Linked DNA regions of Sus scrofa: region 1 is linked to region 2. Evidence: chromatin contacts called from public targeted proximity ligation data. All regions are on one chromosome and are shown on one strand. The core of a region is the stretch at or near the end of the contact, and the rest is flanking DNA. Distances in the headings are between cores, read along the strand shown.

What was found.
Region 1: a contact with region 2 is called in a targeted proximity ligation map of alveolar macrophages. A contact is called at or near these places in 1 of 5 promoter capture datasets (liver), 13 of 47 Hi-C or Micro-C datasets (alveolar macrophages, embryonic fibroblasts, fetal heart ventricle and 7 more) and 2 of 2 datasets of targeted methods (alveolar macrophages and skeletal muscle).

What each region holds. Positions count from the first base shown.
Region 1 is chr5:64,275,873-64,282,400 of Sscrofa11.1, reverse strand. It overlaps LTBR (lymphotoxin beta receptor), which reads left to right and starts at 3,979. Exons shown (of 10, transcript NM_001308823.1): 1 at 3,979-4,202; 2 at 4,340-4,436; 3 at 4,677-4,802; 4 at 4,899-5,051; 5 at 5,426-5,522; 6 at 5,663-5,754. The coding sequence starts at 4,107.
Region 2 is chr5:64,315,710-64,321,414 of Sscrofa11.1, reverse strand. TNFRSF1A (TNF receptor superfamily member 1A) reads right to left here and starts at 2,066. Exons shown (of 10, transcript NM_213969.1): 1 at 2,028-2,066. The coding sequence starts at 2,066.

The DNA of each region.
Region 1 (6,528 bases), core at 2,730-5,229, 41 kb after region 2:
AAGCAAAACCTCAAGGAAGCTGGTAAAGAACACTAAAGGGAAGAAGCAGAGACAATGACTGCCCACAAAGAGTTGATGGATTCCTCACCCTGTGAAGTTCCCCTAATTCTCCTGGAGAAATCTGGACAGGGATAATAATCATTTATGGATAAGATTTGTTGAGCATGGTCCAGAAACAAAAAACACTCTAAGTCTTTCAGATGGAAGAAATGTAATATAAGGAATTGGAACATGCTTGCTAGAAGAGCTGAAGAGCCAATGGGGGAAAGCGAGGCAACCAAGAAAATAGCAAAACAGGAAGCAGCTACACCTCGGGCTGGAAAGACAGTCTTCTAACACAGCCTTACAGACCCAGAAGCCTCCAGAGCTGTTTGGCAGGAACTAAAGAGTGGGGGCTGCCTGGCAGGAGACGGGATTGTGGAAGGAGGGAAGGAAGTAACAGAACCAGTCTCAGGACATGTGTCAGAAAGCAGCAAGAGAGGCCAGCCAGAACCCAGGCTTCTTCCCTCCTCCCACCTACCTGCCCCCCACCCACCTGTCTTCCTATTGGCTAAACCTACAGGGACGCCAGAGGGAAAAGGACTCTGGGAAATGTAGTTCCCAGTAGTGATACAGACCAGAGCAGGGGAAGGGTTGCGAGTAGGTCAGATCTGCAAGCAAAGCAGCAGTTGATTGGGCACCAGAAAGGAGAGCCAGAGAGGTGAAGTGATGGGGCTAAAATTAAAATCCAGGTCTTAGGGCTCTTTCCCAAGAACCGGGAGAGTCCTTGAAGGTGAAGTGACAGCATGAGAAAGGCAGCAAAAAGGATACAATTCAGCCAGCTGGAGTTAAAAGGATCTGAGATGGTGCTTGCCTGTGAAGGGGCCATGCACGAACTTTGGGAGTGTGGGAAGTGTTCTGGGGAGATACTCAGGAATACACAAAAGTGAAAATGCATTGATCTATATACATAAGATTAGTGTACTTTATGCATTTCCTTGTTTAGAGGTTATACCTCAAAAGAAAAGCAGTCCCTGTCTTTAAGTCTCAAAATATTCTCAAATGTAATGACACATGTCTGGGATTTGCTTCAAAATAATAACAGGATATTAGAAGAGTTGGGGAGGGTTGTATGGAAGAAATGGAACCTGTCTGAGTCAAAGCTGGGACTTCACAGTACTTTTTCTTTTCTTTCGTGTAAGTATATATGACGTGTGATTTCCATAATAAAAAGAAAAAAGAGACCTAAATAGACATTTTTCCCAAGAAGACGCACAGATGGCCAATAGACACATGAAAAGAAGCTCAACATCACAAATTATTAGAAATGAAAATCAAAATTACAATGTGGTATCACCTCATGCTGGTCAGAATGGCTATTATCAAAAAGCCTACAAATAGTAAATGCTGCAGAGGGCATGGAGAAAATGGAACCCCTGTACACTGTTGGTGAGAATGTAAATTGGTGCAGCCACTACAGAAAACAGTATGGGAGGGTCCTTTAAAAACTAAAAATAGAACTACCATACAAGCCAGTTATCCCATTCCTAGGTATATACCCAGAAAAGATGAAAACTCTATGCTCATAGCAGCATTATTTACAATAGCCAAGACATGGAAGCAACCCAAGTGTGCATCAACACACAGATTTGGAGTTCCCACTGCGGTGCAGTGGGTTAAGGATCTGGTGTTGCTGCAGCTGTGGCATAGGTCAAAGCTGTCGCTCGGATTCAGTCCCTGGCCAGAGAACTTCATATGCTGCTGGTATGGCCAAAAAAGGAAAAAAAAAATAGACAATTGGTTTAAGAAGATGTGGTGGTGTATATATATACACACACACATACATAAATATATATGAGACTATTTGGGTTCTTAACCCACTGAGCCACAATGGAAACTCCAAACCAACTAAATGTCAACTGTCTTTCTTTTTTTTTTTTTTTTTTTTTTTTGCTTTTTAGGACTGCACCCTTGGCATATAGAAGTTCCCAGGCTAGGGGTCAAATCTGAGCAGCAGCCAGCAGCCTACCGCACAGCCACAGCAATGCAGGATCAGAGCCTTGGCTGAGATCTACACCACAGCTCACAGCAACACCAGATCCTTAACCCACTGAGCGAGGCCAGGGATCAAACCTGCGTCCTTATGGATACCAGTCAGGTTCTTAACCCACTGAGATACAATGAGAACTCTCAACTTAAAATTTTTAGTTAGAAAAAAGAGAGAAAAAAGGGATCTAAGGCTACCATAGAGAGACCTTTATGCATTTAAGAGCTCAGTGTGAGTCCAGCCCAGCCGCCTTCCCTGGACCTGGAAAGAGCTACAGCCCTGAGCAGTGCATGCTGTTCTAACATTCCTTCCCTTCCCAGCCAGCCTCGGATGTTTGCTGGCAGTGTGTGAGCCCTAGGCCTGCACTAGCAGAGCGAGAGATGTCTACAGCTCAGGGCCCTTCACCCTTTTGTGGGCCCTGCTCCCCAGATGCACCCCTGACCAGGCCTTCCCTGATCCTCCACCAGGAGGCTGTCCAGCCAGTCAGACCAACCAGGGTCAGGCTGTGTGCTAAAGATGGCCCTCCAGGGAGGAGGCGGGAATGGTGCCCAGGTGACCTCTCTCAAGACAGCAAGTCAGTCCCTCATGCCTAGGGAGCCATCCCTCCCCGAGTCACAAGGAGGCAGCATGGTTGCTGGAATGAGCTGGGACCCAGAAATTTGGAGCCCCATGGCTCTGCCATGGACTGGCCATGAGACATGGGGGAGATAGCATATATAAATATATACTGGACACGTGGTCCGTGCCAAACTCTGTAGGAAACTCGGGGAACCCAGACTTATGGATTCAGTGCAGAACTCATGGCTCAGTGGCTGGTGAATGACAAGCAGTGGGTCACAGGGAGTGATCTGCAGAGGGGCTGGGCAGGCCCGGGGTGGGGCTGCTTCCCAGAGCTCAGGTGACCCTCAAGGACCCTCTGTGCCAGGAGCACAGAAATTTGGAAACCAGAGAGCATGCCATAGGGGGAAGGGGGAAGTACTATTAATGGGATGCAGGAGAATTGTAGGAAGAAAGGGGTGCAGGGACAGAGTGAGCTTCCCTCAAACCATGGTCTCTGCATGGCATTTGGGCCTCAGTGTCCTCATCCTTAAGGTGAAGGGCCTGGACTGGTGGGCTGTCAGCTCCCTCCAGGTCAAAGGAATTCAAATACTCCTGGGTGAGAGGCTAGGACTGGGGATGGTGGCTGCCCAGCGCCAGTCCAGCTGCCCTGTTCATGGGACTTCAGTCTGCATGTCCTCTGCCTTCTCTGAGGACAGGGGAGCAGAGCCACTGAACCCCCCAAGGGTCATGTAGGTGACCTGTGCCCACTGATGTATGGGTCAGGTTGGCTCAGGGAAGGGGAGGGCTGGCTGGGCAGTGACTCCTTTGTAGTTAATCTTAAAAAGTCACATAACAAGGCAGGAACCCGGGAGTCCAGTCTGCCAGCTGGGTCTTCTGGTTCCCAGATGTTGGGCTGGCTGGCTGGCTGGCTTGCTGGCTGTCCCAGACTCTCCATGGGTCTCTGCACCCTCCAAGTTTGACAGTCTCAGGCCCATCCACTTTTCAGATGGGGTGCCCGGCTGGACACTGCTCTGCCAAGACCTCCATCTGTGCCTGGGTCAGCCCTGCCCCAGCTGGGCTCTCAGGGACCATCAGAGAGTTGTCCCCTGGCTCTGCTGCCCCTTTCCCACCAGCTGGGCCTGGCCTGTCTCCTCGTCCTCCTCTCCAGTCAGGCTTCCAGAGAAGGGAGGAGGCCCAGTTCCGGCCCTGCTGCCCTCACGTGCTTTCCCGGCCACCCCCTCCCGCCCTGCATCGGGCAGCCAAGCCTGTTCCTCTTCCCGATTGCGACAGCCGCCCCAGCTCCCAGCGCTCCCTGTCCCCGCCCCGCGGCCGGCTGCTCCACTCCCACTTCCTGAGCCCGGCGCTGGAGCCCTGGAGGCCAGGCCAGGCCCGGCCGCTCCGGCCCCCAGGGGCACGTCAGCCCGAGTCCCGTCCCAGCCCCTGAGCTGGGGACGCTGCTGCCACCACTGCCCGGGACGTCCAGGCCTCCCATCTTCCTCCCAGGCCTCCACCCATCTGGTCGGCTGGCCGACTGGCCGCCATGCGCCTGCCGTGGGCCGCCTCCTCCTGCGGCCTGGCCTGGGGGCCACTCATGCTGGGCCTCTGCAGTCTCCAGGCAGCATCCCAGTCCCAGCTGGTGAGGGAGGGCCCCGTGCAGGGGGCGGGGGTGGGCTTGGCTAGGGAGAGGGGTCTGGGCAGCCCTCTCTGTAATCCTTCTGCCCTCCCCAGCTGACCCCTGAATAATTCTCCCCCCACTTCATCTCCCCCTTGAAGGTGCTCCCTTACCGCCCGGAGAACCAAACCTGCCAGGACCAGAAAAGGGAGTACTACGAGCCCAAACATCACGTCTGCTGCTCGCGCTGCCCCCCAGGTGAGAGGCAAGGGGCAGAGGAAGGCTGGGACAGGGAGGTGGGTTACAGGGGCTCCAGCCCACCTGGCTGCCTCGGAGGGAAGGCAGACATCAGGTCCCAGGTGACAGGCAAAGGGTGAGCAACACTGGCCGTCCCTTCTATGTAGGCACCCGGACAGGCCCAGGGTCACACAGCGAGCAGCAGAGGGGACGGTGGAACCCCAGCCCCCTGACACTGCTACTGCCCCACTCGCATCCTAGGCACGCACGTCTCAGCTGAGTGTAGCCATGACCAGAACACCGCTTGTGCCACATGCCCTGAAAATTCCTACAACGAGCACTGGAACCACCTCTCCATCTGCCAGCTGTGCCGCCCCTGTGACCAGAGTGAGTGGGGTGTGCCCGGGGTGGGCAGGGGTGGGGGGATGTGCTGGGACCCCCAGGAGTGCGGCCCCTCTGCTGAGCCTGCCATCTCTCCACCAGTGCTGGGCTTCATGGAGGTCACGCCTTGTACCAGCAAACACAAAGCCCAGTGCCGCTGCCAGCCTGGGATGTTCTGCGTCTTCTGGGACTCTGAGTGTGTCCACTGCGAGCCACTCTTCAACTGCCCACCTGGCACCGAAGCTGAGCTCAGAGGTCACTGGGGGCAGAGGGCAGGGAGGAGGCTGGGCGGGTGATCTTGAACAGGGATCAGGGCATACGGTGCTGTGTTCATGGCGAGCCTCCAGGTGCTTAACTCTCTGGCATAAAATGTCTCTTCTCCTGCCCTGAGAAAGGCCCCCAAAAGGACCTGCAGAGAAATGGCCCAGGACAGTGCTGAGCTCAGGGGGGTCCTCCCAGCACTGGGGAAGTTTGGGCAACTTGGAGATCAGGAAATATGCTGCCAAGTACAGAATGGGGTGGGTGGGCAGGTGGGGAGGGGGCCATCCAGAGGGCTCAAGGGAAGCTCACATCTGGGCAGATGCTCCTTTGCCCACTCACCCGGGCTGGCTGTGTCTTTCTCTTGCCAGATAAAGCTGGGGAGGCAAACAGAAAATGTGTTCCCTGCAAGGCAGGGCACTTCCAGAATTCCTCTTCCCCCAGCGCCCGCTGCCAGCCCCACACGAGGTGAGTGTGCCTCCATCTGTGTCCCCTGCCCCATGCCCAGCCCCAGCTGCTGACAACCCTGCCCGTGCCCACCTCCACGGAACCACCTCCCACTTCCAGCCGGGAGGAAGCCCACCTGAGCTGGGCTCTTTCCTGCACAGGTGTGAGGACCAGGGCCTTGTGGAGGCAGCTCCAGGCACCACCCAGTCTGACACCACCTGCAGAAATCCACCGGACCCCCCCAAGATGCCAGGTGAGGGGCCAGGGGCACAGGGAGGGGGCGCCTGGGAAGATGCCTTAATTCCAACCATCCAAATAAGCAGGAAAATGATGAATCCTTTCTTCTCAAAATTGAGGCAAGAAGAAACTCCTCAAAGGGAAATTGGAGTCTCTCCTTATACACAAACATACACATGCACACTTTTTAAATGATGTATTATATAGATTTTGTATAAGTTAGATATAATATTATGCCCACACTGAGATGTAATCATTTCGACATGCCACCATTGTATAATCTATTTATTAGACCGAGTATCTCTTTATTAGATTACACACTTCCATTAGAGGTACAATTCTATGCTTGACTCTTTCTTGGTTTTTTCTGTGGAGTTATTAGTTATTGATTTCCTCACCTAAGAAAGGGTTACAGGGTGTTTCTAATGACTGTTATTGTTATTAATTGGGGGAGAGTTAATTTCATTCACTTTAAAAAATCACCAAGTATTTGGAGTTCTTGCTGTGGCCCAATGGGATAAGAATCTGACTGCAGGGGCTCAGGTCACTGCAGAGGTGTGGGTTTGATCCTCAGCCTGGTGCAATGCATTAAAGGATCTGTGTGGCCAAGCTTCGGCATAAGTCAAAGCTGGGGCTCCGGAGTTCCCGTTGTGGCTCAGTGGTTAATGAATCTGACTAGGAACCATGAGCTTGCAGGTTCAATCTTTGGCCTCGCTCAGTGGGTTAAGGATCTGGCATTGCCCTGAGCTGTGGTGTAGGCCGGCAGCTGCAGCTCTAATTAGACCCCTAG
Region 2 (5,705 bases), core at 817-3,316:
CCGTGTCCCTCTATTTGTGCCTCCCGGCGGTGTTCCAGGACACACACCGCATCACAACGCTTTGCGGGGCATGTTCCCCTGATTGCTCTAAAATCATTTTTGCTGTAAGATGTCGTGGCTCCAAGACTATAAGCTCTTTGAGACCAGCAAGATCTTGTGTGTTCTGTCACGGTGTCTCTTGAATTCATCCCACCCTCTCCCCACTCCACCACGACACACACACACATAGACACATACAGACACACACACACAGCCTTCCCTGTGCTGCCCATTGAATGGCGGGCAGCTGGAAAGCCCGTGGACACTCTTATCAGGACTTCCACACCGCCTGCTTCCCCTCCAGCTCCAGGCTGACCTTGGTCCCCTAGCGTCACACCTGACCTGGGCTGGATTGGCCCCAGTCCCAGGCACATTCCTTTATCTGCTCGGGCTCCCTGTACCTCTGTTTTCCAAATGCAGTAGCCACTGAGTAATTACCGCCATTACCGACTGCTTTCTGTTTGCTATACCCTGGTTCCTCCACTGGAATGTAGGCTGCACAAAGACAGAGATTTTGTTCCCTGCTGTAATCCCGGCATCTAAAACAGAGTCTAGCCCAGCGCAGGCATGAATAAATGGAATACTTAAAACCTATCCATCTAGCATCTTTAAAACAACATTATTAGGGAATGACTCTTAGGCCCATCTTGAGATAAAGAAACGAGGCAGGGTTACGTAAGCTGCTCAAGTCCAGGCAGCTGGTACCTGAGGGAGCCAGGACTCGATCAGGTGATTTATCCCCAAGGGTGAAGAGGAGAAGGCAGGGCCGCTGGATGAGGGCAGAGAGGAGCCTTGAGGGAAGGGAAAGATGGGCCTGGGGAGACAGAATGTGGGAGATTCAAGAGGGAGAAGACGAGGGAGGGAGGTGCCGCGGGGGAATTAGGATCTAGAAACATGGACTAGAAGAGGGAGAGGGAGAGCGGGAGAGAAAAGATTCCAAAAGGAGACTCACTCGGAGAAGTCTTCCGGAAGACTTGACAGAAGGGGAGGGAATGATGGGAAGACAGTGTAAGACCCTTGGGGAGGGGCAGGGGTTTGGGGAGAGAGGTCAGGGAGAGGAGGGGGGATCGCGGTGGGGCGTGGCCCTGGAGCCCCCCGGAAGGGCAGGGAGCCTGAAGCTTGAGGCCAGCCTAACCCACCCAACCAGGTGGGGGCCAGGGGCTGGGGTCTCGGCCCAGGGTGACTCCAGGGGGTGGAGGGATCAGGAATACACTGAAACAAGCCTCAGGCAACAGAAAAGGGACATTTTTCAGTGACGAAAACAACTGTCTACCAACTTCCCCAAACTGAGCCATAGAAGAAGAAAGCCAGCAAAGGGCTGTTTGGGTCTGTGGGAGGGGGCCGGGGGCAGGCCCAAGGGCTCCGAGGCCACAGACGAGGGTCAATCCGACAGACCCAGCCGACAGCCCCAGGTGAAGAAGGCCCCCCAGGTGGGAGGCCTGGGCCTGGGGAGGCCACTGGGTCGTGGCCCCGATCCCCGTACCCCCTTCCCTCCCAAACGCTCCCAACACACAGCCTCCCAAGCCAGCCCTCAGCCCTGGCCTCTCCCGGACTCAGTTTCCCCACCTCACTAGATCCGGCCCCTGCCGTCCAGCAGTGTCCTGGCACCCCTCGGTGGCCTCACCTCTCCGGCCCATCACACTGGCCCAAAGGACAGGATCCTGAGCCACTGGGACTCGGAAAGGACTCTTTCTCCCACTCCTTCCCATTTCCTAACAAAGTGCCCCACCCGCGACCAGGAGGGTCACCCTCCCCCACACCCCGGGCACCCCCAGCCCCTACAGTCGTCTTTGGCTGTCCCTGCCCGCCCGGGCTCCCTTTCCCTCCCTGCCTTTCAAACGTCTCCCCTGGTCCCCGACAGGCGCGGCGGATGAATGGGGCAGTGTTTGAGATCAGGCCGCGCAGGCCTGAGGCTGGGGCCTGGCTCTCTCCTGCCGCAGGCGGCCTCCTCACCCGCCAGCCCCCTCGGCCCTCCGTCCCAGTCTCACCAGTGGCAGCAGCAGGCCAGGGACGGTGGGGAGGCCCATGTCCGGCCAGCTGTGTCCTCTCACTCCCCCATCAGGGCTCAGGCAGTGGCGACAGTGACGGCGGACCGAGGCGACAGTCGATACCGTCCCAGGAGGAGCAGGGTCCGGAGGTCCCAAGTGGAGCCGGAGGGTTGGGCGAGGGAGCTGAGGGTTGAGCCTGGGGCAGAGAATCACGGCCTGGTCCCGGGGAACCTCAAACCCGGAAGGCCAGTTTTGGAGCCAGAGTTCGGAGAACTCAGAAAAGTCAAGCCGAGAGGAGGAGAGAGGAGGTGGGAGGGGAAGGGAGAGCGCAGAGGGGGTGTTGTAACTTCAGGACAGGAAGAGCCGGGGGTGGAGGCGGGAGGAGGCGGGAGGAGGGGGCTGAGGCTCCTTAACCCTTTGTGGCCAGTCAGAGAGCCCGTGCTGGCTCAGCTGCCACGTGCTGACCGCTCCCAACCAAACACAGAGGCGGGCCAGCCCCCTCCCTCCTCATCCCCATCGCCGGGCCTTCCCAGGGACACAGCTAGAGGAGAGCCCAGGGCTTTGGAGTCAGATTTACTGGGTTTCAGCACAGAACGCTTTTGTTTTTTTAGCTGTGTGATTTCTAACTCTCAGAGCCAGTGTTCCAATTTGCAAAACGGGGAGACCCTCTCTTTTTTAAGAGTTTATTTAAGAGTTTTTTATTTAAGAGTTTTTTAAGAGTTTTAAGAGTTTATTGAGACCAGACAGGTTTATTAAGCATCTGATGCTGGACCAGTCCTAAGTGCTCCTTCGAGTCTCTCCCCTTTTCCCCAAAGTTCTCTACTGACACCCTAATCTCTCGCCTTCTTGGGAATTTTCCCCTCCAACCAGAACCTCAGAGTAATTCTAGCCCTGACCCGGGCCCTGACCCCCTCCTCCACCCACAGTTCTCAGTCCAGTCCCTGCTCTGCTGGGGCTGGGCCCCCAGCTGCTGACCCTGGCTCTGCTTTCCCAGAAACCTCAGTTATTACTTTTTAATTTTTTTAATTTTAATTTTTATTTTTTTTCTTTTTGTCTTTCTAGGGCCTCACCCAAGGCATATGGAGGTTCCCAGGCTAGGGGTCGAATGAGAGCTGTAGCCACCAACCTACGCCAGAGCCACAGCAACTCGGGATCCGAGGTGCATCTGCGACCTACACCACAGCTCACAGCAACGCTGGCTCCTTAATCCACTGATTTCTACTGATCGAGGCCAGGGATCGAACCCGAAACCTCATGGTTCCTAGTCGGATTCGTTAACCACTGTGCCATGAAGGGAACTCAGAGACCTCAGTTATTAAATGACAGTGACAGTGCCTGTCACTGTCAGGGAAGGTGATGTCATGAGGCTTAATGAAATCACATCTATGATAATGCTGTGGAATTAGCTCCCTATTTCACAGATGAGAAAACCAAGGCCCAGAGATAAGCAGGCCAGGTGTCCTGCAGAGCCAGCCTAGCTCACAGACTCCTGACTTCAGCCCAAACCCTACCACAAATAGTTGCCACTTTTCTATCAGTCCTTTTGTGTCAGAGCTCACACCCTGACCCTTGGGGTATTTTATGCCACTCCTATCTGTGCAGGGCAGCTCCCAAATGAATCCCATGACAAAGGTACAAAATTCATCCAAATAGTCTCCAGGCACAATGACCTTCCCTGTATCAGTCCAGGCCCAGGGTCCTTCAGCCACTGAAGTTGCTAGAAATGCAGGAGGGCCAGACAGGCGTGAGGTCCTAGGGCTTTGTGACTTGGCATCAGAGTTTCTCATCCGTCTCTGGATCCACCAGAGGAGCCCCCACCCTGGAATCCACTCTCGCCTTTCCTGACCTCCTTTCCCACTCAGGGGCAGAGCATCTGGAAATGTACATGGAGCTTGATGCCCCCACCTCTGGCTGACTTCATTCCATCCTCCAGGCTCTGAGCAACAGGAGGGTTCAGTAAAGCTGGACTCATAGATGGAGGAGGTCACCTCCACCAACACACAGGGAGGCTCCAAATACAGTCTGAGTAGGCCCGAAAGAGCTCTCAAAGAAGCAGGTGCATGGAGTTCCTGTCCCATCTGACTAGGAACCATGAGGTTGCGGGTTCGATCCCTGGCCTTGCTCAGTGGGTTGAGGATCCTGGGTTAAGGATCCGGCGTTGCTGTGAGCTGTGGTGTGGGTCGCAGACGCGGCTCAGATCTGGCGTTGCTGTGGCTGTGGCTACAGCTCCAATTAGACCCCTAGCCTGGGAACCTCCATATGCCACATGAGTGGCCCTAGAAAAGGCAAAAAAATAAAAAAATAAAAAAATAAAAAATTTTTAAAAAAAGAAGCAGGTGCAGGAGCCAGATTGCCCATGGGAAGCACCCCTCACGTCATAGGCATTGATGAGTAAGCACATGTGAAGTGTTTAGCAAGTGTTGCCATATACTAAGCATTCAGTCAGTGGCAGCAGTGTTCATGGTTTGTGTTAACAATTAATAACAATTTCAATGTCCCATTTTTATGGCCATGGAAGTTGCCAAGCCAGGGATCGAACCCAAGCCACAGCAGTGACAATGCCAGACCCTTAACTTTTAGGCCACCAGAGAACTCCTTCAGTGTCCTTTTTTTTATGTTACAAGGAATTTCACCAACTGTCAAAACCATTACAGCTCAGCACAAAAGAGTTTCTGCCAGAGTTTACGATAAGTGCTTATTTACTCAGTCAGTTTAAAGTCTTGAGAAATGTGGTATTCAATTGTTCAATAAAGTTCTGTTTAACAAAAAAAGATGGGAGTTCCTCCTGTGGCTCAGCAGGTTAAGAACCCGACTAATATCCATGAAGATGTGGGTTAGATCCTTGGCCTCGCTCAGTGGGTTAAGGATCCAGAGTTGCCGTGAGCTGCGGTGTAGGTCCCAGACATGAGTTGGATCTGGCATTGCTGTGGCTGTGGTGTAGGCCAGCAGCTGTGGCTCTGATTCGACCCCTAGCCTGGGAATGTCCATATGTCTCAGGTGCAGCCTTTAAAAAAAAAAAAATGGTGAGATGTGGGCGGGTCTAGGAATATGAACAGATAACTAGTCTCTGGGAGGGGATGAAACTCTGGCCATAATCCCTCCAGGGGAAGAAGAAATGATAATGAGGGAGAGAAAGGGGGAGATGGAGAGATAGGAGGGGCACACTCAGAGGTGACAGGATTAGGCTCTTAGGTTAGGGCTTGTAGAGCAAAGGATGAAGAGCCCCCCATTTCCATCACGTCTCTCTCCCACAGACACACCCATACACACACACACACACACACACATACACCTCACAGTAGCACAGAGTCATCGCAAGGGCACTGGACTCGTGGTCCAGGTGACGTGGGTTCCAGTGCCAGCCCTGCCATTCCAGCTCCATGCGTCACAGGGAGACAGACAGGCTGGGTCACAGGAATCCTGGCTTCCAGGTTGGTTCTGTAAGAATAATGAACTTGGGCAAGTCACTTCACCTGATAAGCTTGATAAGGAAAATGAAACAACTTGAACTCTTCCTTCTCTACCAGTCTGATCAACCTGAGACTGAAAAACCAGGAGAGGCAGCCCTTCTGGATGTGCTGACTCTGGATAGCTGCTCATAAGAGGCAAGTGTGCTGATTACTGCCGATTCCAATAAACACACTAGAAAAACGAATGCCCCCTCTTACTGGTACCTGC